3 separate regions of the Mus musculus genome follow, and regions 1 and 2 are each linked to region 3. A link is a contact called in public HiChIP or PLAC-seq data. All regions are on one chromosome and are shown on one strand. Each heading gives the region's core, a stretch centred on a gene start, on an enhancer-like site or on the middle of the called end of the contact. The rest is flanking DNA. Distances are from core to core; before and after follow the strand shown. Region 1 overlaps Acoxl (acyl-Coenzyme A oxidase-like). Region 2 overlaps Morrbid (myeloid RNA regulator of BCL2L11 induced cell death). Region 3 overlaps Gm14009 (a long non-coding RNA gene).

The links. HiChIP or PLAC-seq counts read pairs in DNA pulled down with a chosen protein or histone mark.
Region 1: an H3K4me3 HiChIP or PLAC-seq map of bone marrow-derived macrophages shows a contact between it and region 3, with 3 times the contacts expected there. The contact joins two enhancer-like sites. A contact is called at or near these places in 4 of 115 datasets of contacts at active chromatin or transcription factors (CD8 T cells, bone marrow-derived macrophages, hepatocytes and 1 more).
Region 2: an H3K4me3 HiChIP or PLAC-seq map of the SCID.adh cell line shows a contact between it and region 3, with 7 times the contacts expected there. The contact joins two enhancer-like sites. A contact is called at or near these places in 1 of 15 datasets of contacts at CTCF or cohesin (large pre-B cells), 5 of 484 Hi-C or Micro-C datasets (CD8 T cells, the HL-1 cell line, bone marrow-derived macrophages and 2 more), 11 of 115 datasets of contacts at active chromatin or transcription factors (CD8 T cells, the HPC-7 cell line, the SCID.adh cell line and 8 more) and 3 of 9 other capture datasets (adipose tissue, embryonic stem cells and liver).

Annotation. Positions count from the first base shown.
Region 1 is chr2:127,926,670-127,931,305 of GRCm38.p6, reverse strand. The region is part of intron 9 of Acoxl (acyl-Coenzyme A oxidase-like); the gene reads right to left. Among named protein-coding and RNA genes, the nearest start is that of Acoxl, 74 kb to the right of the region's middle. Within about 2 kb of position 2,300, at least 33 of the 459 cell types and tissues checked have an H3K27ac peak or open chromatin away from gene starts, as enhancers often do. A contact at or near this core is called in bone marrow-derived macrophages, where this site is marked.
Region 2 is chr2:128,400,360-128,404,812 of GRCm38.p6, reverse strand. The region is part of intron 1 of Morrbid (myeloid RNA regulator of BCL2L11 induced cell death); the gene reads left to right. Among named protein-coding and RNA genes, the nearest start is that of Gm14010, 20 kb to the left of the region's middle. Within about 2 kb of position 1,467, at least 26 of the 459 cell types and tissues checked have an H3K27ac peak or open chromatin away from gene starts, as enhancers often do. A contact at or near this core is called in the SCID.adh cell line, where this site is marked.
Region 3 is chr2:128,177,124-128,181,619 of GRCm38.p6, reverse strand. The region is part of intron 1 of Gm14009 (a long non-coding RNA gene); the gene reads right to left. Among named protein-coding and RNA genes, the nearest start is that of Gm14009, 9.6 kb to the right of the region's middle. Within about 2 kb of position 1,534, at least 107 of the 459 cell types and tissues checked have an H3K27ac peak or open chromatin away from gene starts, as enhancers often do. A contact at or near this core is called in the SCID.adh cell line and bone marrow-derived macrophages, where this site is marked.

The DNA.
Region 1 (4,636 bases), core at 1,051-3,550, 250 kb after region 3:
CAAACACATAGACTCCAACAGAAGCCTGGCATGACACTAGCAACCCCAGAGATTTCTAGTCAGGGATCTGCTGAGAAGTCAAGGGTAGCTTGTATAAGATGAAGAGAACACCAGCTACCTACAGGACCTGGGCTCTGGTCATGGGCGTGGAGGCTCAGAAAGAAGTTCCCTACACAGCCAGCCCCAGCCTCTGTGTGTTTGATGTCATATTTGAGTGAGGGCAAGGACAGAAAGGGTCATATTCACCATGCTTGGCCATGACAAGGAAGAAGTAGCCCTCTGCAAAGAGCACCAAACCCACTTAGTCTTCCTGTCCCTCATCCTCCTGTCTTGTCCACTAGGTACTCGCTGCATTCTGTGATGGAGGAAACAGTTGGCACCATATATGGTGGTTTCTGATGTCAAATAGAAAACAGGGGGTCTGAGACCTCTGGGTTATATGAAGCTTGTGGGGACCAGGAGTGACTGTGTCAGAAGCAGGTAGGTTCTGACATTCAGTGTCCTTCTCATGCTGAATGGCCCCATTGCAGATCTGGGGGGGGGGGGTGGATGGAGTTAGAGAGAGAGGGAAGGAGGGAGGGAGGAACAGGGGGGAAAGAGGAAAGAGGGAGGGGGAGAAGGAGAGATCTCAAGCGCACAAGCCCCCCTCTCACAAAGCCTGTGGTGATGCCTTTTATGCCTGAGCCATCTGTCATCACAATATTCACAAGAGCTCCCCGAGTCTCATGCACTGACATTTCTGTGGGGGTCACGCAGAGTGGTTCAGATGCCCTGGCAGAAAGACAATGCACAGCAAGGTGAAGAGAAGTGAGAAAATCCTGCTGCATAAACACCATGGATGAATGGCTCAGAGAGAGAGAGAGATGTGCTCAGATCCACTACCTGGAAATCCTTCTGAGCTGCCCAGACATTACGTAGTGACAGTAAGGTGCAAATGCTGGATTAGTGACATCAGAGAGATGAGAAGGGAGCTCCTGCTGTCTTCACAAAGAAGGCATTTAACCGTGTTTTGAAATTCCTATCAACTATTCAGTGTGAACTGAAAAGTTTACCATTTACTAATATAGCCAAGGTTAGATTTCTGAGAGTCTCTGTTCCAGGTCAAGAAACAAAATGTAGGTGAGGGGGGGAAATGGGAGTTTTGAACAAGTACAGTCATGAAAACAGCCAGAGGGAATCTCCCCTTTTGTTCCTTCCAGAATTCAGCTAACCACACTGGCACCTTAAACTTCTGCCGCAAAGGGCAAGGACACACCATCTCCCATTAGTGTGGGGGTTTTTTGTGGAGTTCATTTTTAAGTCACTCTTGCCAAACCACATCAGTCAAGGTATATTTTTCTTACTTTTGCCAGAGAGGGAGTTTCTTGGACACCTTTTCTACCATGGTCCATTACAGGGCATAAGAGCGTACTGATGCCCTTCTCTACACAGCCATCGAGGAAACTAGGGACAGTGAGCCAGGGCTGAGTCAAGGTGAGGCTCAGAGCTGTCACTCTGAAAAGGTCCAGGTGACTAAGGTAATACAAAGATGTCTTGGCTTCTGAATGCAGGTGAGGTTGCCAGGGACCTTTCTCCAGACCTATCTATGCAGCATGGCTGTTCAGATGTAACTGCACACGTGAACATGTGAATATGCATACACACGCGCACACATACACACACAGAGAGAGAATCAGAGAATCAGAGAATGAAGTGTGAGACTGATACTATTGTAACAGAGAAACATCCCCTAATCCCAGTGACAACTCATGTCACACACTCAGGAAAAATAAGGAAGACATCCTTTAATAACAAAGCATATGTCCAGTTTTGTCTAGTGCTCCAAAAGAAACAAGCCTCCATAAAAATTGCTCTAGGTCTAGGGTTATAACATTGTAGTCATGCCCTTTGGTATGGGGTAGGGCCTAACGGTCAGCTGTGGGACAGGGGTGTTTCTTTGCAGTATGGGAATTGGTCTACTTGGTGGCAATGAAGAGCCAAACATGAGCTGAAACATTTCCCCAGCAATCTAAACTTTATGTTAAAGGTACACATCTTCCATAGTTTTTAAACAAGTCTGGTCAGTATGTTACTGATCCTTGGGTACTCCTTTAGCAACATTTCATTTTGGGTGCCTTACTATTTCCTAACCAAGGTTAGCCGACCATTTATTTATAGCATTAGCTTGGCCTGTTGTTTCCACTTCCTCCTAGATCCCTGCAAGGAAACAAATGGGGAATAAAAGAAAGATGATGGGAGGGGCCAGTGGGAGGGGACTGCAGCTGAGTATGGGGTAGCATCTGTGTGGCTGGGGAGAGGGAGGAACCAACTTCCTAAGGATCCATCACTGCCTTCTCTCCTGCCTGTTGGTGAAAGCCTGGGGTACCTCGGGAGGCGTAGCAGGTCTTCACCGGTCAGACACCTTAGAAGCCATTCCTAGATGTCACATAAGCCTGATGAACCCCTTAACCTTGGGCTCCCCTGGAATGCCAAGTCCAAATAAGACCTCCTCCCTTCCACCCCAGCATTCTGATTGCACAGCACCCTACAAGAAGATCCCGGGAGCTGGGAAGGGCATCGGTTTGCATGACCAGGGGAGCTCTAGCAGGCAACAGTAGCTGTGCCCCTGCCGGCTCCCTGGGGGCCAGGTGGGTTTTCCTCTTCTCCTTCCTCCTGGTGTGATCCAGGCCCAGTAAGTCTCCCTTTCATTGTGTCCTGACAAATAGATGGTGTGTGTTTTCTTTTCGCATTCTTTTTAATGGCCTGGACTATCCTCCAGTGCCCCAGCTGTGCATGTCAAACAAAATGTATTGGGGTCAGGCGGATTCTCACACCACACTGAACTGCACACCGTGCAAACAAAAAGCACTCATTTCACTACATTGTACATGCTCGAGAACGCTATACTAAGGGACTGGTGTAATTACTGCACTAGCCACTGGACTGGGCACAGGCTACAGCAATCTCTCTCTCTCTCTCTCTCTCTCTCTCTGTCTCTCTCTCTCTCAATTTTCAAATATAGTTATACAAAGTGTCCCTGTATCTAAACGTCCTATGCAAATACAAACATCTTACAAAGCGCACACAGATAAAATCAGCCCAGGTTGATGTACCCTGAGCAGGGAGCTCTGTGCCGTGTGACCTTTAGAGACAAGACAGAGCACATGTAGAGAAATGGAGATTTTTTTTTTATGTTATAAACAAAGGTGCAACCCCACAGAGAGTGTGTGTGAACTCTCTTCAAAGAAGGGCACACTTTAAACCTGGAGGAAAATAAGAAGGCAAGCTTCCTGTTTCAGGAAGAGGAAGAGGAAGCTTTCAAACGTGTAACAAGGCAGGTGGCCTCAGGAAACTGAGAAAAGGGTGCGTGGAAATATACTCTGATTGCCGCTGTGGCATTTTAAAGAAACAACATTTGTGTTTTGTTCCATAACTAAGTGAAAATCAGCCGAAGCTTTGGGGAAAGTCCGCTTGTTTGAAGCAAGGCCACCGCGGCTTGCTGCCTCTGGCTTTTGCTCTGCAGGCAACCAGCTCATTCTGCAGCCTGCTGGAGCAAAGACCCACACAGCTGAGGACAGATGTGGCTACAATGCCTCGGGAAACCGCCACAGGCTCACACACCTGCAGGTGACATCACCGCTCTATCTTACCCCAGAAATCTATTAGCATGCAGAAACAGGTGTCAGCAAACCCAACCCCACTCTTAGAAAGCATTCGGCCTCCCCAGCCAGAGAGTGGAAACTGTAAACCTGAGGCTGAACTCGCACTTGCCTGCAGAACGGAGCACCACCCCCACCCCTTACCCCCAATCCACAACTCAAACTTCCTAGGACAGCTGCTTCCCCATGTACAAAAGACTCCAGATGCAGCCACAACAACAGCAGGGAGAACTCCTTCCTCTGGATATTGTTTTTTCCTCTGAGAAATGTTGTCTCTGGTTTCATTTTGTTTTATTCTTGTTTCCCTGCGCTGTAGCCCAGGCTGGCCTCTAATTCGAGGTCTTTCCCTATGATTTCCCAGAAGTGGGTCACTACATCTGGTTAGAATCTTGTCTTTTCTCTAGCAAAAAATAGTTAATGCCTGTTAGTCCTTCCCAACCTCTAGCTCTCGAAGCAGCCTTTTCCCTTGAATCCAGGCCCAAGTATAAGGGAGGGCTTCCGCACATTTAGATCATTAAATATCCATGTGTGTCTGAGATGTTTGAAATAGTCCAGCAGACAAAGGGGTGACTAGTGAAGACTTAACCCTGGTAAGAGTCTGAGAACTGCAGGAACCGGGGAAGAAAGTGGAACTCGGCTGTCACTTTCTTTCGTGTTTGAGATTGTCTTTAACAAAAATATTTTTTAAATGTGTAGTAATATTTCCAGTTATTCGGCCTCACCCCTCCTCCCTTCCTCCTTTGTAACAGAGCCCTCTTTTTTGTTTTTTTAATCCGCTCTGCTCTGCTCTGTTCTGTGGATCTGCTGTGCTTCACTAATCCAGCCATAGGCATCCAAGTCCTCACCGGTGACAGCCCTAGAAATGACCACATGGCTTTCTCTGATGATCTGAAATGAGAGCAAGTCTCCTGAAGGGTTTCTGGAAAAGGTTTCCATCTACTAAAAAGAAAGAAACGTAGAGGAAGGCATGGGTCCTCCTCAGCTGCTAAATCCCATTA
Region 2 (4,453 bases), core at 218-2,717, 220 kb before region 3:
CTGCGTCTAAGAATATTGTGAACACACTAAGTATGTGCTGTGGCTGATCCAGGGATCCTCAGTGTGCCACGGGAAGTCAGAGAAAGTGACTGTGCCACCCAAAGGTGGTGAGAAGGTGTCCGGTGGGACCTCTGTGAAAGCCAAACTGCACTCCCCAGCTCTTACCAGGCCAGTCTGTCCACACAGGCAGGAGGGGCCTGGCAGCTACAGGCCTCCTTGCACACATCAGGAAAAGGAAACCATTTGAGACTCTAAGGGCTCAGAGTATGGGCAGACTGAGAGCACCTGGTGGTTCTGCTTGCCCTGTGGACCTAATCATGTATGAAGATCGTAAACCATCTCTGAGGGCAAAGTTGCCTGACCTCTGCAAAGCATTGGTTCCAGCATCCTTAACAGAGACAAACCTCACTCCCGTGCATAAGCCCTCTCTTTCTGAGCTGGTCAAGAGTCTCTGTAGGTTTTTGTCTTTTCAAATGTGCCCACCTGACTGGAATTTCTTTGCACTCAGGCTAAGTCAGAGAGAGCCATCTTTCTCTCCTGCAGCTGTGAGTTACACCCAACACTTGAAAATGAAACCGAGTAGTAAGAGGGGCTGAGGAAGAGTGTTCCTGACGGGAACAGAGGTTTGTTATCCAGAAAATGACGTGAGAAGCACTAGGGGAAACCTAGGGCATCTCGTAGCCAGGCACACAAGGTCGTGTGAGCTGACAATCTAATTATTCTGGTCCTAAACTCTCGAAAGAAAAATCCCAAGCCAGCATTTGACACAGTCATGCAGGAAAGCCCGCTTCTGCACCTCCATGCCCTCAATCAAATCTTACAAACACTACTCTGGGCTGCAGATTTTGTTTTTTGTCTGAGTGGATATCACCTCGGATCACTTGCATTAACTGCAGGTGTGTGATGCGGACAAAATGATTGCCCTCCCTACTTTTAGAACGTGCCTTGAATGTGAAGCAAGGAATTGTTTTCCCAAAGCCCACGGGACTGGAGATTTGCAGTGCAGATCTGCAGAGCCTGTGGCTGTCTGTCCACTCTTGGGGGCCCCAGCTCCCCTTGGACTAGTGCCAATAAGCCTCTGAAATGGAGGGTATCCTCTTCCTTCTGCCCCACTCCTTCCCAGCCCAGGCACGTCGTTGACACTCCATTTATGTGAGAAGCTTGGCATTAGCCGCAGGGCTTCACTCTTGACACTTGGACTAATTCTCCACTTTATATTCGTGATTGCCCTTCTGAAAGGAGAATCTGCTGCCAATGGCACCTGGGCATTTGAAAGTAAATATGATGCAAATACTGCCTCCCCGGCACATTCCCTCCTCAACTTTGGGATGAAGAGTGAGGATGAGAAGGAGGAGGTGAGCTGGGGTGCCCGACTCATTTGCATAATGGTGTTTGAGGCTGGGTGAAACTGAAACCATAGCCTGTGTGGGTGGGGCCTTGTTTCTCCTCACAGCTGCCCCCACCCCCCACCCCAGCAGCCAGGCCCCCTCTAGGCTCCTACAGAGGCCTAGGGATGGTGAGGCCCAGGGACTCAGGGCACCAGTGCGAAACCAGATAAAACACCTGGTGCTCCTACTGGCCACAGGCCCGCTGCTGAGCTCTGTGAACAAGCATGGGGGGGGGGGGGTGTCCTTTTTTTCTGATTCAGATTGCAATCTATTGGTGGGGCCCAGCGTGTGGCAGGGTGAGCCTTTGCCAGGAGAGCCAAATCATTTTGATCTTCAGTGGAATGCTCTCCCAGCTGAGTTATTTTTGACACTGTGAGGCAAGGCTTCTCTCCTCCAGTCATTTTTCAGTCAACTGGAGTCTTCCCAATCCCCGTGGCTGAAGCCCACAGATTAAGAGGGGACATCCAGCTCTCCCGTGCGATAAATGGCTTTTCTACCTACTTGGTGTCTGATAAGGTATCTTCACTCAGAAGTAATGTGAAAGTCCGACAGTTTTACAGATCCTGTTACCGTTGCTGAATAACGTCTCCAGGTGGCAAAGTGAGTTCTTGTAATATAAATGAAGCCAGCGTGTTTTTGCTACTGGACTGATTTGCCCTGAGGACAGGGTTTTCCACTATGGAACCCATCCCCCTGATAGGTGTGGAAGAGTGGAAGCCTTTTATATCTATACTTCCTTCGCTCTGTCTTTAGCTTGCTGTGGGTTCATGTCCTTGTTGGTAGAAAGAGGGGATGACCTCTCTACTGGAGTTTTCACGTGTGTGTGGGAGGTCTCAGCTCCTTTTCGAATTCTCTCTGAACATTCTGAAATCCGTTGACTTGTCAGACATTGGGAACACCACGCTGGCTTAGAAGAGCATGGCCTCTTTGATGAAAGCTTTCAGTCCGGAGCCTCTGGTGATGACGTTGGTAACCTTAAACTTGTTCATGGCCACAGTGGAATTCATGTGGGTTTTCCTTAATGGCAAGATAACGGAATAACTACAGAGCGTGTGGCCGTGTGGATGCAGCTGGACTCTGGCTCAGAAGCAAGAGTTGCAGTTTCCTGGGTGCTCCGAAGCTGGCTGGGAAGGTCCCAAGGATGTGGTAGTTCGTAGGCGGCAAAGGCCCCAGGAACTTGCAGCTTAAATCCATTTGTACCTGGGACAAATGTCGTGGTCCTGGTTTCCAGTCTTCCAAGGAGAGATCAGCTTTGGGCTGTCTGCTTTGTATTTGAAGATGTTTTTATTCGAATAATGAGGGGGAAAAAAGGGTGCTAGTTTGCCCAGGCACAGGAGGTTTGGTTTTCTGTTTGTTTGTGGGGTTTTTTGTTTTTCAGTACTGAGGGTGGAGCCTAGGGCCTCGCTAACACTGAGAAGCATGCAACCACTGTGCTATATTCCTGCACACCTGCGGCTCCGCAAAACATTGGTGTGGTGCTGGCTTTGGAAACCTATGGATGATACCATAAGTCAGAAACAGGAATGTCGTATTTAACTAAGTTCTAAGTTGTGACTGGTTGGTATTATTTTACCTATAACAGTTTGAGGTGAGGGGAGAGTGGTTTTAAAACTAGAATTGAGCTGCCGTGTTTATTTCCCTAGCATTCCCCGGGTGGTTATAGTATCCCTGATATCTTGGTGACATAAAAAATAGTGACTGCCCCTGACGGTGGCGACTTCACGGTTTGGAAGGTAAACCCAGCACCCACACTCAGGTTTCCTGAGGATCACATCCACGCTAGGCTGCAGGCTGCACGCAAGGTTCAATGTGTGAATCATCTCATTTCACGGTCACAGAATCCACAAGAAGGTTCCAGTATGACTCTGTTTCATAGCTGAGAGAGGTAACCTTCCTGAGATGACACAGCGTGTAGCTGGCAGAGCCTATACATGAAGGTAAACAGTTGGATCAGATTTCAAAGAGCATGCCCGTAATCACCATTTCAGTGCCCAGAAGCAGCAAGGGCAGAGAACTCAGGGCTCTGTCTATGAGTGAAAGCATAAAACCCCAAAGACTGTTTTCATCATGACACTCAGATAGTTGGAAGGCTTTAGGCTTTGAGCATAGTGAGAGAGACAAAAGATGCCAAGACAGGTGGAGGGGGCACTGGGTGTCCCTAGCCACCCCCTCAGCAGCTCTGATCAGTTAGGAGGCTCGTTGTCAGAGAATAAGCATCTTCCACAGGAATCAAGCCCTTGCTTGGTGCTGGCTGTGTCCAGCCTCCCTCGGGCTCCTTGTGCAGCAAGTGAGTGCTACTGTGGTGGAATGGAGACTTTTCCCTTCCCCCTTTATGGTCTTCCCTGGGGAGGAGAAGCAGCATTGGGAAGAGGTGCTGGGCTCCGTGGGGGCAGAAGGATAAGTGGTCAGGGATTCCATGGAGGAAAAGACAGTAGCTTTGGGGAGAGACTATCCAGGCACCAACCAAGGCTGCAGCCAGTGTGATGGACAGGTGGGAAGGGCTGTCCACTTCGGAGCGAGGCTATGCTTCAGCCATCTTTGACTCCTTGCTCCCTTTCTTTTCCTTCTTCATCTTCTCCAACCCAGGATGTCTTACTGGTGCTTGCCATGGGCAAAGTCCCTCCCCAGCCTGAGTTTCTGAGGCAAAACCAGAATCCCAGTGCCTCGGAATGGGGCTGCACTTGGAGATGAAATCCAGGTAAAATGAAACCAATAGACCAATGGACCCTAATTCATCATGACCAGTGTCCTCCTAAGAGATGAGGACCCAGGCATGTGCAGTGGGGACAGCGCATGAAGAGCGGGTGAGGACCCAGCATCCGCTAGTCAAGGCGAAACCAGCCCTGCTCACACCTTAAGTCTCAGTGACAGAATATCTGACAGAAACAATTTCAGATTTATTTTGACTTGTGGTTTCAGAAATTCCGGGCCACCATCGTGTTGAGGGGTTTGCCTATGAGAACGTCTCTCTGTCACCATGCAAGCCATGGCAAACTCTTCGTAGGAATTAAATGGACCCTAGTGGCTCCATCAACCAGGCATCACCTCCTGAAGACTCCACAGCC
Region 3 (4,496 bases), core at 285-2,784:
CACACCCACAGTGACACAGCTATTCAACATGGCCACACCTACCCCAACAAGCCACACCTCCTAAAAGCGCTACTCCCTGGGCCAAGCATACACAAACCACCACACCATTCTACCATGCATGCACTTTTTAAAACACTGTGTTGTGCAAAATCAATATATACATATATAATTCAGAATTGCCAATTAAAAATAAATTAATTTTAAGATCAAGTCACATGTCTCTGTGTCCTCGATTATCTTTTAGTTCTTCACAGTGAAAGCATGGGTACATTGTATTAAAATATCACCTGGGCTCTGGGTGTGGCCATGTAACACTGCACTCCAAAGGCAGAGGCAGGTGCTTGGTTCTTTGTGAGCCCCAGGCCAGTCAGGTCTACATTTTGAGATTCTGCCTCAACAAACCAAACCACACCACAAACAAAGAGAAAAGGCAGTGTTCCTGGCCCATACCTTTAATCCCAGTATTCCTAAGGCAGAGGCAGGTGAATCTCTGAGTTCTGAATCTACACAGTGATTTGTAAGACAGTCAGGGCTACGCAGAGAAACCCCATCTCAAAATAAAACCAACAACAAAAAGATTCTATTTATCCAGGGAGTGGTGGCACACTCTTTTAATCCCAGTACTGGGGAGGCAGAGGCAGGCAGATGTCTGGGAGTTCAAGGCCAGCCTAGACAGCTCTGTCTCTCAGGGAGGCTGGCAATAATAAGGCAAAGCAAAACCCCTAAAACAACAACAACAACAACAACAACAAAACAAAAGACCTGAAGTAAAGAAAAAAACTACCCTCAAAAGTGGAAAAAATCATATTACTACCTATAAGCCTACATTTTTTACATCGTATGTATCAATTTTAAAAATTAAGATAAAATGACTAGAAAAAAATTGTTACTAGCAAGTTAAAAATAAATGGTTTCTATCTTCCTACAAAAAGGAACAATAATTCCTACCGTTGAGACAGAGTATCACTATATATCCCAGCCCAGCCCAGAACTCAGGAGCCTCTGCCTCAGTTCCCTATGATTAATGAAAATTTTAAAAAGAAACCACAATGCAAATAATAAAGTTCTTAGTTGCGTGCCTGTCGTGTGGTATCAGTGTAATTCACTGTGGCCACCGTCCCTTCTGTCAGTGAGTGAGCCTGAAAATGGATGTGCTGTGGGCGAGCTCTTCCATAGCTCCAGAACCCCACAAAGGAGACCAGGAGAAGCTGGAAGAAACCCAGCCAGGGGAACCTGGGTATTGGCGGGAAACTCCATGAAGCTCATCACCCCAGAACCCTGGCTCTCCTGAGGGTGGAGTCCATGCCTCTCCCTCTGGGTCAGGCTTCTGGGCAGTCAGCCAGCCACACTGCCACTTGATGGTTTGTTTGTTTGCTTCTAAAGACATAAAATCCAAGCTTATCAAACAAAGTCACACTTGGCCCTGCCATCTTGAGAGGTAAATTCCACCATTATCTATGCACTTCAACCCCTGCACAGAACACTTGGTTCCCAGGCGAGCTGGCGGCTGGCTGCAGGGCCGACCTTCACCGACTCACCCTTTCAGCCCCCTTTCAGTCCAGGAGCCAGCCAGTCACGAGGCAGGCGTGCCAGTCACACAGACTAGGGAAATGCCCGAAGGTCCAGCCCACAAGCTGGGAGGTTTAAAAAAACCTCTTTGAACTTCAGTTTCCTCGTTTCTATAAAAGTGGCTTGAGGACAATAGTCTCCTTACCAGCTGGTTTGTGATGAGGAGTCATGAAAAGGTGATTAAACATTGACCCCAGTGCTGGCCTTTGGGGAGGACTCAACACAGAACAGCTGTGGCCTCACCAGTTCCTTAGAAACCTCTCGCTGGGTGGAAGGACGAGGTGAGGCTGGGAGAGGTTTGTACACCCAAAGGGAAAAACATAGAGCTTGTGGCTAAAAAGCGCGGGGCAAAATGAGGTCAGCTAGTGGAAACGTCATCCAAAACTTTGCCAGAGCTCTCTTGAGCCAAAGTCCTCAAAATCACCTACTCCTACTGTGTGTGTTAGAATCCACTGAAACGGAAAGGGGCATCCTGGCCCGGAAGTGGGGTTCCCGTTCATACTGCATCTTTGCACAAATTACAAGCTAGGCATGGGAGGGGCAAGCCAGTGAGCTCGCTTTGAGAGCACTGGATAATACTCTTGCTTGCTGCTCCTGCCTCTCCTCGCCCTGCAAAAAGCCCACAGACCCATAGAACAGGAGGGAAAGAGACACGTCGCGTTTTTGAGACGATGGGCACTGGTAAGAGCTGACTCACAGCTGTCCTTGTTTCTCACTCCCGTGGTGCCTGGCAATACTCCAGATGGTGGAGGCACCACAGCCTGTGTCCTCAAATAGAGACCATGGGAAAAACCATGGTGGGTGAATAGTACAGGGCTCTGTTCCCCTCCCAGTTCACATGCGCCAGTCACCGTGAGCCTTGGGGCAGTATTCTTACCACAGTCAACCTGATTCACCCTCAGATGAGTGTGGACAACGGTGGGAACAGGAGGAAAACAAAGCCCAGAGACACCAGTGGGAGAGACCGTGTCAGGGAGAGCAAGGTAAGGCCTCTTGGAAGAAGATGAACCTGTCCAAGAGGCTGGGTGGAGTTGGGGATGGCAGAGCAGGGGGTGATGAGGTTAGTGTAGGATGCAGCTATTCAAAGAAAGTGCCTATAGGGGTCCTGGAAGATCCCAGTTCCGTCCACAGGCCAGACACGTGAGGGAAACAAGATGAACTCAAAATCAGCGCCAGCCTTCATGACCAGAGTTGAGTTGAGTTTCATAAGCTCTGCTGAGGTCAGAAATCAGCAGAAACGGGACAGGCTCTCAGCTGTCTAGTCCCAAGTCTCTTCCTCCAGGAAGACTTCCCGGACCTTCCTCAGTCTCAGATAGCCTCACAATAACTCTGCTACTGTGTTTGATCTTCTGCAGGATGCTGTGTGAGCTGCATGTGAGTTTTGTGAGTTATGAGTCACAGGTGGCTCCAACCCTGCTTTCTGTCCTTCAGTCTCCCATTCAGCACCCAACAGAAGATGCTAGGCACCACTCTGCATCCTCAAGGGATATCGTATGAAGCAAGAGGCAGGTTTTCTTGGGTCCACAGCAACATCAAAAAAGAGCAAAACGGACATGCAAATAAATCTATTTTAGCATTTGAGACAGACGTCCAACTGAGGAACATGATCAGAAGATGCCAGCCAGTATAAACATATTTTGAAAATATGTATTTCATTTCTTATATATGTACATTTGTTCTCGTCGAAAATAAAGATCAAATCAAATTTCAGAGAGATTTAAAACACAAAGAAGAGTCAATTTAAAATTGTACTGCTAGAAATAAACAGCATGGGTTTGAGATGAAGACTCTAAAGGGGGCTCACTTTAGATAAGGCTGGTTAGTGATGACTGCCTTGGATAGATAGCATTTGAAACAGAGAGAGACAGTAAGGAAAACCAGCTCGTGTGAAGAACGGGGGTCGGGGGGAGGCTATGCAGGGCAAGACAAGCTGTATACCCAGGATCTTCAAGGAGGAAGACCTTAGGGTCTGAGAGAGTCTCTGGGACAATATCTTGATCAGAACATGGACAAAAGGACAGTGCCCCCCAGGTCACCACAGGGTATAGATTTCAGATGATGTGAGAAGACTCTATAGAAAGGCTTGAGTGGGCTGGGGAGGGCATCATGTCAGCCTACTGGGATGGCGACTGCTGTAGGGAACACACTGGTGGGGAAGGTTGAATCCGGATGTGTCAGTTATGGGAAGACTGGGGTCTCTGTGGAGGAAACGGTGTGAGGCTGCAGCCTCTACAGATCCATTGGAAGGAAGTTCAAAGAAATGCAGGATGGACCTGGAATCACTGGCTTGAGAACCGGCTTTGACTCTATCCACAGTCTGAGGAAAAACACCTGGGGTAGGAAGACAAAGAGCTCCAGGGGCCCAGGGAGCACTCACACTCTGAAAGAGTCTGAAAAAGGGGCGGGCTCACAAGGACCATCAGGGAGGTAGCTGGGAGAGTCTGTTGACAGATGCTCAGAGTGTGTCCAGACTCAGGATAAAATCCAAGAGCCAGCTAGCCAGGTCGCTGGCAACCTTGACAGAGATCTCCAGGGAAAGCGTTGGGAGCCTCGCCAGGGTGTCTTGTGCCCAGGACTGCAAAAGGAGTTAAGAAAATAGACACAATGTGAACAAATCCGATTATTTTGAAAGCTGTGTCTCTGAAGGCAGAGAGGAGCTCAAAAGTCTCTATGCCAGAGGGGCTGGAGGCCAGGGGACCAAGGAAGCACTGCTGGATGCTGGTTGGAATTGTCCAGAAACAGAAGGGCACTGTGCAAGAGGCCAGAGACACCCAGGGAGTGGGATGGCTGACTCCAGAGCCCAGCTGGGAGGCCTTGGCTATCCCTGCAGGGAGGAGAGAGACACGGCCTGGATGAGATGGCCAGTTTGATGTCCAGAAGATGAAAGTTGAGTTAAATGGGGCAGGGTGGGGGGATTGGAAGAAGAG